2 separate regions of the Pan paniscus genome follow, and region 2 is linked to region 1. Evidence: chromatin contacts called from public Hi-C data. All regions are on one chromosome and are shown on one strand. Each heading gives the region's core, a stretch centred on a gene start, on an enhancer-like site or on the middle of the called end of the contact. The rest is flanking DNA. Distances are from core to core; before and after follow the strand shown. Region 1 holds the start of SOST (sclerostin). Region 2 has its middle 39 kb from the start of MEOX1.

Evidence for each region. A called contact is a pair of places that touch in the nucleus more often than the background predicts.
Region 2: a Hi-C map of induced pluripotent stem cells shows a contact between it and region 1, with 3 times the contacts expected there. The contact joins the enhancer-like site here to the promoter of SOST in region 1. A contact is called at or near these places in 2 of 3 Hi-C or Micro-C datasets (fibroblasts and induced pluripotent stem cells).

The regions. Positions count from the first base shown.
Region 1 is chr19:21,145,033-21,152,637 of NHGRI_mPanPan1-v2.0_pri, forward strand. SOST (sclerostin) reads left to right here and starts at 4,731. Exons shown (of 2, transcript XM_003828171.5): 1 at 4,731-5,000. The coding sequence starts at 4,781.
Region 2 is chr19:21,203,189-21,209,909 of NHGRI_mPanPan1-v2.0_pri, forward strand. No RefSeq gene overlaps it. Among named protein-coding and RNA genes, the nearest start is that of MEOX1, 39 kb to the right of the region's middle. Within about 2 kb of position 4,038, at least 1 of the 2 cell types and tissues checked has open chromatin away from gene starts, as enhancers often do.

The DNA.
Region 1 (7,605 bases), core at 3,481-5,980:
AATTATTTCTTCCATGGTATGCGAGCTCCTGGAGAGGGAGTGCATGTCCCCCTTGCTTTATTAAATGTTTGGCGAGTAAACATCGGAAGAAGCAACTCGACAGAAACAAAAGCTGGTAAATAATCACATGGAAAAGCAGCTTTTCTAGAAATTAAGTTTCAACTATTAAATTCAATGTTTAAAAAAATCGGCTGGGTGCGGTGGCTCCCGCCTGCAATCCCAGCACTTTATGGGATTGTGGGAACACCTGATGTCAGGAGTTCAAGACCAGCCTGGCCGACATGGCGAAACCCCATCTCTACAAAACAAAAAAAATGCAAAAATTAGCTGGGTGTGGTGGCGGGAGTCTGTAGTCCTAGCTACTCGGGAGGCTGAGGCAGGAGAATTGCTTGAACCCAGGAGGTGGAGGTTATATGAGCCAAGATCACACCACTGCACTCCCGCCTGGGTGACAGAGCGAGACTCTGTCTCAAAAAAAAAAAAAAAAAAAAAAATCAACATTCCAAACCCAGTGTTGACAGTCTTATTTATGGGTTGAACTGCATTCCTCCCAAATGCATATATTGAAGTCCTAAGTCACAGTACCTGAGAATGTGACCTTATTTGGAAATACGGCTATTACAGATGTAACTCGTTAAGTTGAGGTCATTAGGCTGGGCCTAATCTAATATGCCTGACCTCCTTAGAAAAAAGGGAAAATTCGAACACAGAGAGAATACCATGTGAAGATGAAGGCAGGGATTGGGGGTGACACTTCTGCAAGCCAGTGAATGCCACAGCTTGTCAGCAGCCAGCAGAAGGCAGGTAAAAGGCCTTCCTCACTGTCCTCGAAGGAACCAACTCTGCCAACGTCTTGAACTTGCACTCCTAACCTCCAGCTCTGTGAGATGACTTCTGTTGTTTATGCCACCCAATTTGTGGTACTTAGTTACGGCAGCCTCATCAAAGTACCACCTATGGGAGCCTCTATTTTGCAGGTGAGGGCGGGGACTGGGCTGAGTTTTCTGGAAAACAGCCCTGCAATACCCTCATCAGACCACCAAACTCTTCACACTCCCTCAGACACAGCATTCACTTCCAGAAATAACTCTAAAGTTTTGTTTTGTTTTTTTAAACTTTGTGGAATACTACTCAGCCAAAAAAAAAAAAAAAGAAAAGAAAAAGGAACATGTTACTGATATGTACAACTTGGATAATGGAAATAATGCTGAGTGAAAAAAAAATCCACAAAGGCTACATACTAATTGATTCCATTTATATAACTTTTTTTTTTTTTTTTTTTTGAGACAGTCTCACTCTGTCACCCAGGCTGGAGCACAGTGGCGCGATCTCAGCTCACTGCAACTTCCGCCTCCTGAGTTCAAGCGATTCTCTTGCCTTAGCTTCCCAAGTAGCTGGGATTACAGGTGCGTGCCACGATGCCCAGCTAATTTTTGTATTTTTAGTAGAGACAGGGTTTCGCCATGTTGGCCAGGCTGGTCTCGAACTCCTGACCTCAAGTGATCTGCCTGCCTCGGCTTCCCAAAGTGCTGGGATTACATGAGTGAGCCACCGCACCTGGCCGCATTTATGTAACAATTTTGAAGTGAAAAAAAAAAAAATGACAGAAATGGAGATTAGATGAGTAGTTGCCAGGGGTTAGTTGTGGGAGGGAGGGAAAAGGAGGGAAGGAGGTGGGCAACAGGAGAAAGACTTGTGGTCACAGAGCTGTGCTTTATCTTGACTGTGGTGGATCCCCAAATTTACCCGTGACAAGATTGCATAGAACTAAGTATACACACACGTGAATGCGTGTGCACGCACACAGTAGAGGTTAAACCACGGGAGATGTGGGTAAGATTGGTAAATTGTGTCAATATCAATATCCTAGTTGTGATATTGTCCTATAGTTTCGCGAGGTGTTATTGTTGTGGGAAACTGGATAAAGGATACACGGAGTCTGCATTTTCTTTTTTTTATTTTTATTTTTTGAGACAGGGTCTCACTCTGTCATCCAGGCTGGAGTGCAGTGGCACGAGTATGGCTCACTGCAGCCTCGACCTCAACCTCAAGTGAACCTCCCACCTCAGCCTCCCAAGTAGCTAAGACCACAGGCGTGCGACCCCATGCCCAGCTAATTTTTAAATTTTTTGTAGAGACTAGGCCTCACCATGTTGCCCAGGCTTTTATTTCTTATAAGTATATTTAAATTTATAATTATATCCACATTTTAAAATTTTAATTTAAAAAATTACTCCGAGGCCGGGCATTGTGGCTCATGCCTCTAATCCCAGCACCTTGGGAGGCCGAGTTGGGCAGATCACCTGAGGTCAGAAGTTCGAGACCAGCCTGAGTAACATGGAGAAACCCCCGTCTCTACTAAAAATACAAAATTAGCCAGGCGTGGTGGTGCATTCCTGTAATCCCAGCTACTCGGGAGGCTGAGGCAGGAGAATTGCTTGAACCCAGGAGGTGGAGGTTGCAGTGAGCCAAGATTGTGCCACTGCACTGCAGCCTGGGCCACAGAGAGAATCTGCCAAAAAAAAGAAAAAAAAAAATTTCAGCCGTACAAGGATGTTCATAGCAACCCTGCTGAAAATAGGAAAAAAAATTGGAAATAACCTAAACTACTCACAATAGGAATCAGCTAAAACCCTGGGGGTTTAATTCCAGGGAATACTGTGAACAATGACAAGTTTGTGGACTGAGTAAAAATAAAGAGCTGTCAATGACTTAACATTAAATGAAACGGCAGAAGATGTCACAGCAGGTTCTCGCTGAGCCATTCAGAGGGGTGTGGATCATTTGGAGGTTCAAGTCCACTGGATTCTTCTTTTTCCTTTTAATATTACTTCACTTCCAAATAAGGAAAGGAAAGGAAAGGAAAGGAAAGCACGTCCAGTCCTGAGACTTGCCATCCTGCAGTCACCCCTCCTTTTGTCTCCAGCAGGTGGCAGACGCGTTCCAGGGATGAATCCCACTGCCTCTGTTTAATGCAGACGGTCCAGCCGCTCCCAACAGCAGGTGGGGCTATAAGCATCCATCCTACCTGCTCAAGGAACCCAGGCATCAGAACTGCTCTCTCCCAAGTCCATTGCAAGAAGGCAGTCATCTGGTCATGAGAGGGTTAACAGTCCACATTCCAGAGCAAGGGAAAAGGAGGCTGGAGGGTCATAGACAAGGGGAGGAGGCGCGGAGGGCCAGCTTCTCACAACACTACCGGCTCTGCTGGGAGAGATAGATCACCCCCAACAATGGCCACAGCTGTTTTCATCTGCCCTGAAGGAAACTGACTTAGGAAGCAGGTATCAGAGAGGGCCCTTCCTGAGGGGGCTTCTGTCTGGCTTGTAAAACTGTCAGAGCAGCTGCATTCATGTGTCGGATGATGGATGATGGAAAGGAGGACAGTCGGCTGCAGATGGACACAGCGACTTGCAAGTTGAGGCAGGTGGCAAAGGACTTGCAGAGGCTCTGCAGGTGGGGCATACTGATTCATTGCCCAGTTAAAATACCAGAGGGTCTGGGCAGCCTCTTCACAGGAGCTGCTTGTCCTCAAACAATCTGTCTTCAATGAAAGACTCCTCTGGCCTTCCTTTCTCTTCTTGCACCTCAGGTGTGAACCCTTCTCCCCCACGCCTCTACCTGCCCCCCCGCCCCCCGCCCCGGCCCTGTGTGGCTCATTATATGCAGGGCCAAGGCAACATTTTCTCTTAGCTTCTTTGTGACCAGTTGGTCCTGGGATGGCTTCATGGAACACATCCTGTGGTGTGCACCAATGAAGCTTTCCATACAGGACTCAAAACTGTTTTTGAAAAATGTAACCAGCTGGAAGACAAGAAAATAAAATGTCAGCACTAAAAACGCTGGCTGTGGCTTTTGCTAAGGAAAGGAATTTGGTGTTGTCTTCTCACACACACAGACTGGTTGGGGAAATGACTGTCTTCAGCACATCACCCTGCGAGCCACAGTAAGTGCCCTGGCTCAGAAGTGCCTGTCACAGTGCACAGGATCCCTGAGGAGCATGAGCTGGGATTTCCTCTGTGCTGTCTATCACAGGAGCCTGAGTGACCAGCGCATCCTCGATTTGTAACCAGAATCCTGCCCCCTCTCCCAAGTGGGCACCCTTGCTCTGACCCTCTAGTTCTCTCTCTTGCCTTCCAGAGAATACCAAGAGAGGCTTTCTTGGTTAGGACAATGAATGCTGAGACTTGTGGAGTTGGGACCAATGGGATTTCTTTAAAAGCATCTTTTTGCCTCTGGCTGGGTCTATGGGGGTCAAACAGAAACGCCTTGGGCCATTTGTTGGTGGGGTGACAAATGAACTTGGCCTGAGAAATGGAATAGGCCGGGCTCAGCCCCGCGAAGCACTCAGAACTGCACATTTTCTTTGTTGAGCGGGTCCACAGTTTGTTTTGAGAATGCCCGAGGGCCCAGGGAGACAGACAATTAAAAGCCGGAGCTCATTTTGATATCTGAAAACCACAGCCGCCAGCACGTGGGAGGTGCCGGAGAGCAGGCTTGGGCCCTGCCTCACACGCTCCCTCTCTCTGGGTCACCTGGGAGTGCCAGCAGCAATTTGGAAGTTTGCTGAGCTAGAGGAGAAGTCTTTGGGGAGGGTTTGCTCTGAGCACACCCCTTTCCCTCCCCCCGGGGCTGAGGGAAACATGGGACCAGCCCTGCCCCAGCCTGTCCTCATTGGCTGGCATGAAGCAGAGAGGGGCTTTAAAAAGGCGACCGTGTCTCGGCTGGAGACCAGAGCCTGTGCTACTGGAAGGTGGCGTGCCCTCCTCTGGCTGGCACCATGCAGCTCCCACTGGCCCTGTGTCTCGTCTGCCTGCTGGTACACACAGCCTTCTGTGTAGTGGAGGGCCAGGGGTGGCAGGCGTTCAAGAATGATGCCACGGAAATCATCCCCGAGCTCGGAGAGTACCCCGAGCCTCCACCGGAGCTGGAGAACAACAAGACCATGAACCGGGCGGAGAACGGAGGGCGGCCTCCCCACCACCCCTTTGAGACCAAAGGTATGGGGTGGAGGAGAGAATTCTTAGTAAAAGATCCTGGGGAGGTTTTAGAAACTTCTCTTTGGGAGGCTTGGAAGACTGGGGTAGACCCAGTGAAGATTGCTGGCCTCTGCCAGCACTGGTCGAGGAACAGTCTTGCCTGGAGGTGGGGGAAGGATGGCTCGCTGGTGCAGCCTTCAAATTCAGGTGCAGAGGCATGAGGCAACAGACGTTGGTGAGAGCCCAGGGCAGGGAGGAGGCTGGGGTGGTGAGGGTATGGCATCAGGGCATCAGAACAGGCTCAGGGGCTCAGAAAAGAAAAGGTTTTAAAGAATCTCCTCCTGGGAATATAGGAGCCACGTCCAGCTGCTGGTACCACTGGGAAGGGAACAAGGTAAGGGAGCCTCCCATCCACAGAACAGCACCTGTGGGGCACCAGACACTCTATGCTGGTGGTGGCTGTCCCCACCACACAGACCCACATCATGGAATCCCCAGGAGGTGAACCCCCAGCTCGAAGGGGAAGAAACAGGCTCCAGGCACTCAGTAACTTGGTAGTGAGAAGAGCTGAGGTGTGAACCTGGTTTGATCCAACTGCAAGATAGCCCTGGTGTGTGGGGGGGTGTGGGGGACAGATCTCCACAAAGCAGTGGGAGAGGAAGGCCAGAGAGGCACCCCTGCAGTGTGCATTGCCCACGGCCTGCCCAGGGAGCTGGCACTTGAAGGAATGGGAGTTTTCGGCACAGTTTTAGCCCCTGACATGGGTGCAGCTGAGTCCAGGCCCTGGAGGGGAGAGCAGCATCCTCTGTGCAGGAGTAGGGACATCTGTCCTCAGCAGCCACCCCAGTCCCAACCTTGCCTCATTCCAGGGGAGGGAGAAGGAAGAGGAACCCTGGGTTCCTGGTCAGGCCTGCACAGAGAAGCCCAGGTGACAGTGTGCATCTGGCTCTACTATTGGCAGGAATCATGAGGCCATGGGGGCGTCTGGAATGACACTTCAGACTAAGAGCTTCCCTGTCCTCTGACCATTATCCAGGTGGCAGAGAAGTCCACTGCCCAGGCTCCTGGACCCCAGCCCTCCCTGCCTCACAACCTGTTGGGGCTATGGGGTGCTAAAAAGGGCAACTCCATGGGAGGCCAGCCAGGACCCTCTGTCTTCAAAATGGAGGACAAGGGCGCCTCCTACCACAGCTCCCCTTCTAGGCAAGGTCAGCTGGGCTCCAGTGACTGCCTGAAGGGCTGTAAGGAACCCAAACACAAAATGTCCACCTTGCTGGACTCCCACGAGAGGCCACAGCCCCCGAGGAAGCCACATGCTCAAAACAAAGTCATGATCTGCAGAGGAAGTGCCTGGCCTAGGGGCGCTATTCTCGAAAAGCCGCAAAATGCCCCCTTCCCTGGGCAAATGCCCCCCTGACCACACACACACTCCAGCCCTGCAGAGGTGAGGATGCAAACCAGCCCACAAACCAGAAAGCAGCCCCAGACGATGGCAGTGGCCACATCTCCCCTGCTGTGCTTGCTCTTCAGAGTGGGGGTGGGGGGTGGCCTTCTCTGTCCCCTCTCTGGTTTGGTCTTCAGACTATTTTTCATTCTTTCTTGTCACATTGGAACTATCCCCATGAAACCTTTGGGGGTGGACTGGTACTCACACAACGACCAGCTATTTAAAAAGCTCCCACCCATCTAAGTCCACCATAGGAGACATGGTCAAGGTGTGTGCAGGGGATCAGGCCAGGCCTCAGAGCCCAATCTCTGCCTGCCCAGGGAGTATCACCATGAGGCGCCCATTCAGATAACACAGAACAAGAAATGTGCCCAGCAGAGAGCCAGGTCAATGTTTGTGGCAGCTGAACCTGTAGGTTTTGGGACAGAGCTCAGGGCCCCTATGGTAGGAAAGTACCTACAGTAAAAAGCAGCCCTCAGCTCCATCCCCCAGCCCAGCCTCCCATGGATGCTCGAACGCAGAGCCTCCACTCTTGCCGGAGCCAAAAGGTGCTGGGACCCCAGGGAAGTGGAGTCCGGAGATGCACCCCAGGCTTTTGGGCAATTTCTTTTCTCTGGCTGGGCCTCAATATTCTCATTGATAATGAGGGGGTTGGACACACTGCCTTTGATTCCTTTCAAGTCTAATGAATTCCTGTCCTGATCACCTCCCCTTCAGTCCCTCGCCTCCACAGCAGCTGCCCTGATTTATTACCTTCAATTAACCTCTACTCCTTTCTCCATCCCCTGTCCACCCCTCCCAAGTGGCTGGAAAAGGAATTTGGGAGAAGCCAGAGCCAGGCAGAAGGTGTGCTGAGTACTTACCCTGCCCAGGCCAGGGACCCTGCGGCACAAGTGTGGCTTAAATCATAAGAAGACCCCAGAAGAGAAATGATAATAATAATACATAACAGCCGACGCTTTCAGCTATATGTGCCAAATGGTATTCTCTGCATTGCGTGTGTAATGGATTAACTCGCAATGCTTGGGGCGGCCCATTTTGCAGACAGGAAGAAGAGAGAGGTTAAGGAACTTGCCCAAGATGACACCTGCAGTGAGCGATGGAGCCCTGATGTTTGAACCCCAGCAGTCATTTGGCTCCGAGGGGACAGGGTGCGCAGGAGAGCTTTCCACCAGCTCT
Region 2 (6,721 bases), core at 2,788-5,287, 57 kb after region 1:
TGACCTCAGACACCTGCTACATCTCTCCCAGGCTGCATCTTCTCTCCTGTAAACTGGGAACAAGAAGACATAGGTCACCGGGTCATTGGCAAGGTTGTGTGGGACCATACTTGTCAAGAACATGGCACACATTGGCACTCAGCAAGTGCCAAGTCTCCTGAAACTGAGGCTGAAAGAAAGGAAGTGACTCGTCCAAGATCACACAGTGAGTTGTGGCAGAGAATAGGCAAGCTTGGGTCCAGTGTTCTCACTCCTGATAGCCAAGAACACAGCTTCTCCCGCGGCCAGCTAGAGGGTCTTTGCAGGGCAATTGCTGCCTATGCAGCAGGCCAGAAAGGATTTCAGAGGAGGAAGGATTAGGATCAAGCAAAGAGACACCCCTATTTGGCATGCACCTGAGTTAGTGCAAAACAAGCCATTCAGATTTCAACTTCGGGCATTCATTTACTTTCAACAGCTAAGCATGTTGGAGATACCTCCTAGGAGCTACAGAGCTGACTTGCGGGGTAGAGGGAGGCTGGAGGTATGGGAGGGGGGCTGTATGGAAAGGAGACATATTTCCCCAGCACAACCCCGTCTGGCATTCCCAGACAGCCCCGCCTCTCCCCATTTGACAAATCCCACTTCCCGCCTGGGATCCAAGGGGTCTCCAAGATTAAAAATCTGGTCACCCACTGGTTACAGCGCAAATGGCTCCTATTACCAGAGGGCTTTAGGGGCCTGGGAACCCAGCAAGGGGTGGGCAGGCACCTGCTGACACAGTCTTACCCAGGGGCAGGCCCATTCACTGCCCACACAGAGGTGAGAGGTGGGGGCCCTACCTGGGGTCCCTGCACCTCGACAGTAATTACTGCTTTCTGGCGGGCCACTGCCCAGACCACCTTGTTGATGGGAACTTGGTTCCAGGCTGAACAGGGCTTGGCCCTACTGCTCAAGGGCCCCCCCTTCCCACGACTGAGGCATGGGGGAGGGGTGTTGGGGGGGAGGGTTCAGACTCCCAGCAGCCTAAGGAAGAAGCAGCGAGATTCAGGGACAGTGGACCTAGAAACTGGGACTGATAGTCTGGGCAGGCTCTTAGGGTTTAAATCACACTTTTAGCCAAGGGAGCCCCCGGTGCACCCTCAGAAGTCTTCTGGATATAACTTCAGACACCTGGGTCCCCTAATGCATAACTACCGTGACAGCAGGTATAACTGGTATGTCAAACAAGCATAACTCCTAGGATCATCAATACACAACTTTATTTTTGTCTCCTACCTTCCTTTAGACTTTCTTTAGTGCAAGTAATCTCCCCTGTTTCTGAATTGGAACTCCCGCAGGCCCGTAACTTTTCTGCCCAATCCTAGGTAGAATAGAGTCCTGAAGTTACTTTAAGTCACAAGAAACATCTCAGTTCTGATGCTAGAATATCCAGTCCAAGATAGTGACCAAAACTGAACCTGATTTAGTGACAAGCTTTCCCCCTCCCGGGTGGGCAGCCTGCAGTGAGAGAGGAGGCCAGTGGCCTTTTCCTCAGTTTCTCAGCAGTGCTGTACCCAGCCTGGTCTTCAGCTCTCTGGGGTGGAGCCTGGAGAGAAGGAGGGGGAGGCCAGGGCAGTCCTACCCTGGGAAACAGGCTTTGGGCCTCTGGCTGGCCTTGGCCTATGTCTAACACCAGTTCTTTAGGCCTTGGTTAGGAGAAAGTCAATAAATTTCTGGGTTTTGTGCAATATTCCTGTAGCAAGAATGGTCCCCTAGAGTAACAATGACTAAAACAAGATAATATCTACATTCATACTCTGACACAATTCTCACTTATTCTGCAAACTCTGATTAAAGGTCCATATGTGATTAACGCTGGGATAGCCCTGGAGATGCAGAAAACAGCCTCGTTGGGATGTTTGATGCCCTTGGCTTCGTCACCCATCTCACAATGACCAGAAACTCAATGACACCCAGGTGAGGAGAAACTCATTTTTATCCCTGTTTAGTCAATAACCAGGAAGCACGGGGCTTACAATCTAGAGAACACTTCTAAAGACTACATCTTCAGCAGTACCCACTTTACTGACGGGGAAATGAGCCTCAGAGAGATTAACTAATGTGCCTAATGATATTTGGTAACTGACAAGGTTTAGACTCTAACCAAGGTCTTCTGGTCCTAACTTCAGAGTCCTGTGCCCTTAAGACCACAATCTGACTCTCTTTTGTTGTCTGTGTGAGAGAAGAGTGAGGCAGGGATCTGAGTACATGAGAACGAACCAGGGAGGAAGGGCAGGCAGGCTAAACTCTCCCCGGGATCAGCAGAAAGCGGCCAGGACTCAGACACTCACTGTGGCCATGGAAGCTGCAAGGCAGATTTAAACTCCAGACATTTGAGACACCATGTAAGCCCTCCAGTACTGTAATATTTTTGGCGAGAGGAAGATGCAAGGAACACTTAAGATTTGGAATTGTTAATAGCAGTGAAAACACTACTTGAAAGCTGAAGGGAATAGCATGATGCCTGCTTGCAGCTCCCAGCTCACATTCATCCCCTCAGCCACCCAACATAAGGAGTTTATTTTCCCAAGAGTTCAGACAGGAGTCCCAGAACAGATGCTCATTGGCTCAGGCGGGTCACATGTCCCTCCCTAAACCAATCACTATAGCTAGAGGATTTGGAGCCCTGATTGGTCAGGCCTGGGTCACGTGGTTGATTTGGAGTTTGCAAGGTGGAGTTAGCTCCCCGGCCCTACTTAAAATGTGGGTAGGGAAGAGCTCTTAGCAGAAGGGGGAAGGGGGAACAGGAAATGGGAAATTAGATAAGAAAGAGGGCTTTGTACCACAGAAGGATTTCTACTTTATAGATTGGCAGTAGGAGCCCACAAATGCTTTCACATGGGAAAAGACATTTTCAATGTTGGGGGTCATGAAGGTGAATAAGGCAGCCAAGAAATTGTTGCTACCTAATCATTAGGTGTCAGTTAAACATGCATAGTATCGGCTGGGCGTGGTGCTGTAATCCCAGCACTTTTGGAGGCCGAGGCAAGTGGACTGTCTGAGCTCAGGAGTTCGAGACCAGTCTGGGCAACATGGCAAAAGCCGGTCTCTACAAAAAATGCAAAAATTAGTTGGGTGTGGTGGCACGCCTGTGGTCCCAGCTACTCGGGAGGCTGAGGTGGCAGGATTGCTTGAGCCCCGAGTTGAGGCTACAGTGAGCTGAGATTGCACCACGGCACTCCAGTATGAGTGAAAGAATGAGGACCGGGCGCGGTGGCTCACGCCTGTAATCCCAGCACTTTGGGAGGCCGAGGCGGGCGGATCACGAGTTCGGGAGATCGAGACCATACTGGCTAACGCGGTGAAACCCCGACTCTACTAAATATACAAAAAATTAGCCGGGCGTGGTGGCGGGTGCCTGTAGTCCCAGCTACTCGGGAGGCTGAGGCAGGAGAATGGAGTGAATCAGGGAGGCAGAGCTTGCAGTGAGCCAAGATCACGCCCCACTGGACTCCAGCCTGGGCGACAGAGCGAGACTCCGTCTCAAAAAAAAAAAAAAAAGAATGAGACCCCATCTCTAAAAAAAAATAAAAAATAAAATAAACATGCATAGTATCTATTAATGTAAGTTACTCGGCAATATGGACAATGAGTAAGAGGGTAAAATCTGGTTCTGTCACTTACCAGACTTTGAAGGAGTTACTTAATTTCTCTTTGCCTCAGTTTCCTCATCTGCAAAATGAGGACAGTAACAATAACTGCTCCTAGGTTTGTTGTGCAGATTAAACAAATGTATACACCGTAAGGCACTTCAAGAAGGGGTAGTCAGAGTGTTTGCTTCAGTTCCCAGGAGCTGGGAGACCTCACATCCTGGCGGAGCCTCTGGTTCTGGCTGCACAGACCTGACTAGCCTGGCCTGGCCGCAGTAGCTGGCCCTGAGTAGTGACCCGCTCGCCCGCTGCCCTGGGAAGCCTCACTTGGCTGACAAACAGGAAGGTGGCAGGGCTGCCTGTGTGCCCTTGCCGCCCCCACAGCCCTGTGTCTGGCCCCAACCCTCATCTCTACTCGCGGCTGCGGTGAACTTGGATGGTGCTACTCTCACCACAAACCACAGTCCGTCACAAATTGCCGTGTGGTGAGTAGCGAGCACATTTATAATTGATGAAATCAGGGGGTGAGAGCTCATCTCTGAGATGCTCAGTAAACAAAGCCCTGTTCCTTGGGTGGGGGAGGGGGTGCTTGAGAGTAAACAAGGGGACAGGAATGTGGGGGGGCTTAACTCTCCTGGAGAGTACATGAAAGGTCTCACCCACCAGCTTTTGTTTTTATTATTAAATTTATTTTAAAGAGTTTCAATCCTATAGAAAAGTTGCACGAATATATAGACTCACATAGATTCCTTTTTTTTTAGAGACTGGGCCTCAGTCTGTCTCCCTGGCTGGAGTGCAGTGCTGCAATCATAGCTCACTGCAGCCTCAAACTCCTGAGGTCCTCTGATCATCCCACTTCAGCCTCCCAAGAAGCTGGAACTACAGGCGTGTACCACCATGCCCACGTAATTTTTACTTTTTTTTTTTTTTTTTTGTAGAGATGGGGTCTCACTATGTTGCCCAGGCTGGTCTCAAACTCCTGGCCTCAAGTGATCCTCCTATCTCAGCTTCCCAAAATGTTGGGATTTACAGGTGTGAGTCACTGCACCTGGCCTAATAATTATAATCTTCAGTCTTTTCTTACTAGTCTGTTCTTAGTCTCATTCTGTTTAACCATTTGTGAGTAAGCTGCAGAGATCATGAACTTCCCTGCTAAATACCTCAAGGACATTTTCTTACATACCTATAAGAATGACTAACGGCCGGGAGCGGTGGCTCATGCCTGTAATCCCAGCACTTTGGGAGGCTGAGGCGGGCAGATCACGAGGTCAAGAGATCGAGACCATCCTGGCCAACATGTTGAAACCCTGTCTCTACTAAAAGTACAAAAATAAGCTGGGTGTGGTGGCGCCCGCCTGTAGTCCCAGCTACTCAGGAGGCCGAAGCAGGGGAATCGCTTGAACCCGGGTGGCAGAGGTTGCAGTGAGCCGAGATCACACCATTGCACCCCAGCCTGGTGACAGGGCAAGACTCCGTCAAAAAAAAAAAAAAAAAAAAAAAAGAATGACTAATATCAGAAAATGTAATAACACAATACTAATATAAAATCCATGTTCAAATCTCACCAATTATCCAATACAATCCTTTTTAGCAACTCTTTTTTCCCAATCAAGCCTGATTAGCCTTTCAATAGTCAAGGTCCCAGGTAATTGTCATCCTTGGTCCCCCACCCCACTGGGGGCTAGAATCCCACAGTCAGGTAGGAGTGATGAAGCTGTGGTCAGATCAGAAAACAAGGCCAAGCTTAGGATAACAGCTGGAGCCAGATGTAGAATCTGGCTAAGTAAGCTCTGGGAGCCCTGGAAGCTGTTTCCAGAAGGTCCCCAGGGATGGGAGCCCAGGTGAGCAGGGAGAGTGGCATGGAAGCTCTTACTGGGAGCCCAAGGGAGACAGGAGGCTCTCACACTTCTGTCACAGCAGCCAAACCCTGGGCATGGACAGGTGGGGACAGGAGAGATGTTAGGAAGATAGGGAGGAGATCATCAACATTTCAGGCACAGAAGCTGGCAGAAGAGAGACACCTTTGTCATCTGTATTATGCTAATTGGTTAGTCTGTATATTTATTTAACAAATGTCTATTGCACCCTTACTGTATGCCAAAAACTATTTTAAGTGCTGGGGATACAGACCCAGTTCCAGCCTTAAGGTGTTTATGTTCTATTGGGAGATGGGATAGTTTGCACTGTTGTTGTGAAAACGGTCACCCCCCATCCCCTCCCACTCCCCTTCACAACAGGTGTAAGAGAGTAAACTTGCCCAATCCACTGCTATTACACTTGGCCATGAGACTTCTTTGGCCACTAGAATGTTAGCGGTGTGTCATGATCACCCTTAACCGTGCTGTGAGGTTTGGCTTGGCTTTTAAGTTCCTGCCATTCTCCAAGAGAAGCATGTGCCCCAGGGAGCTGCTGGTCCAAGGAGAATGGAGAGAGACATGGAGTCCACCCAAACCCAAGCCACAGCCTGGAGCTGCCCTGCTCGGGCTGACACACAGACTCACAAATAAGAAAGATCAGCACTTGTTTGGAGCCTCTGAGTATCGGGGTGGTTTGTTACACAGCATCATTTCAGCAGTAGCTGACTAAGATGGGTGGAGACAGAATATAAACAAGCCAACTAAGACATGTGTGATGTCTTAGTGATAAGAACAGGAAGACAAAGAAAGCAGGAGAAGAGGAAAAGAGTGGTCAGTGCTGTTATAGATAGGGCAGCCAGGGGAAGCCCCCTGATAAGGGAGCAGAGATCTGAAGGAAGTGGGGGAAGGAGTTATCCAGGGCAGGAATTTCTCAAGGAGGAAACAGCAAGCGCGAGGCTCCCCAGGCAGGCACAAGCTGAGCCCAGGAGCAAGCCTGTATGGCTGGAGCAGAAGGAGCCAGCAGGGATAGGGTGGAGTGATAGGAGATGGTTCAGAGAGGAGGCTGGGGCCAGATCCAGTGGAAAGGACTTGGACATTTATTGGACTTGGACATCATCTCGTATAACTTGTTCCTAGCTGTCTGATGAAAGAGCGGACATGCAGAAAGGGCGCTGGCTGAGCTCCCTGGTTTGGGATTAGTACTGGCAGTGCCAATGTCGGCCACATTCAAGCCAGTGTTCCAGGGGCCTTCTC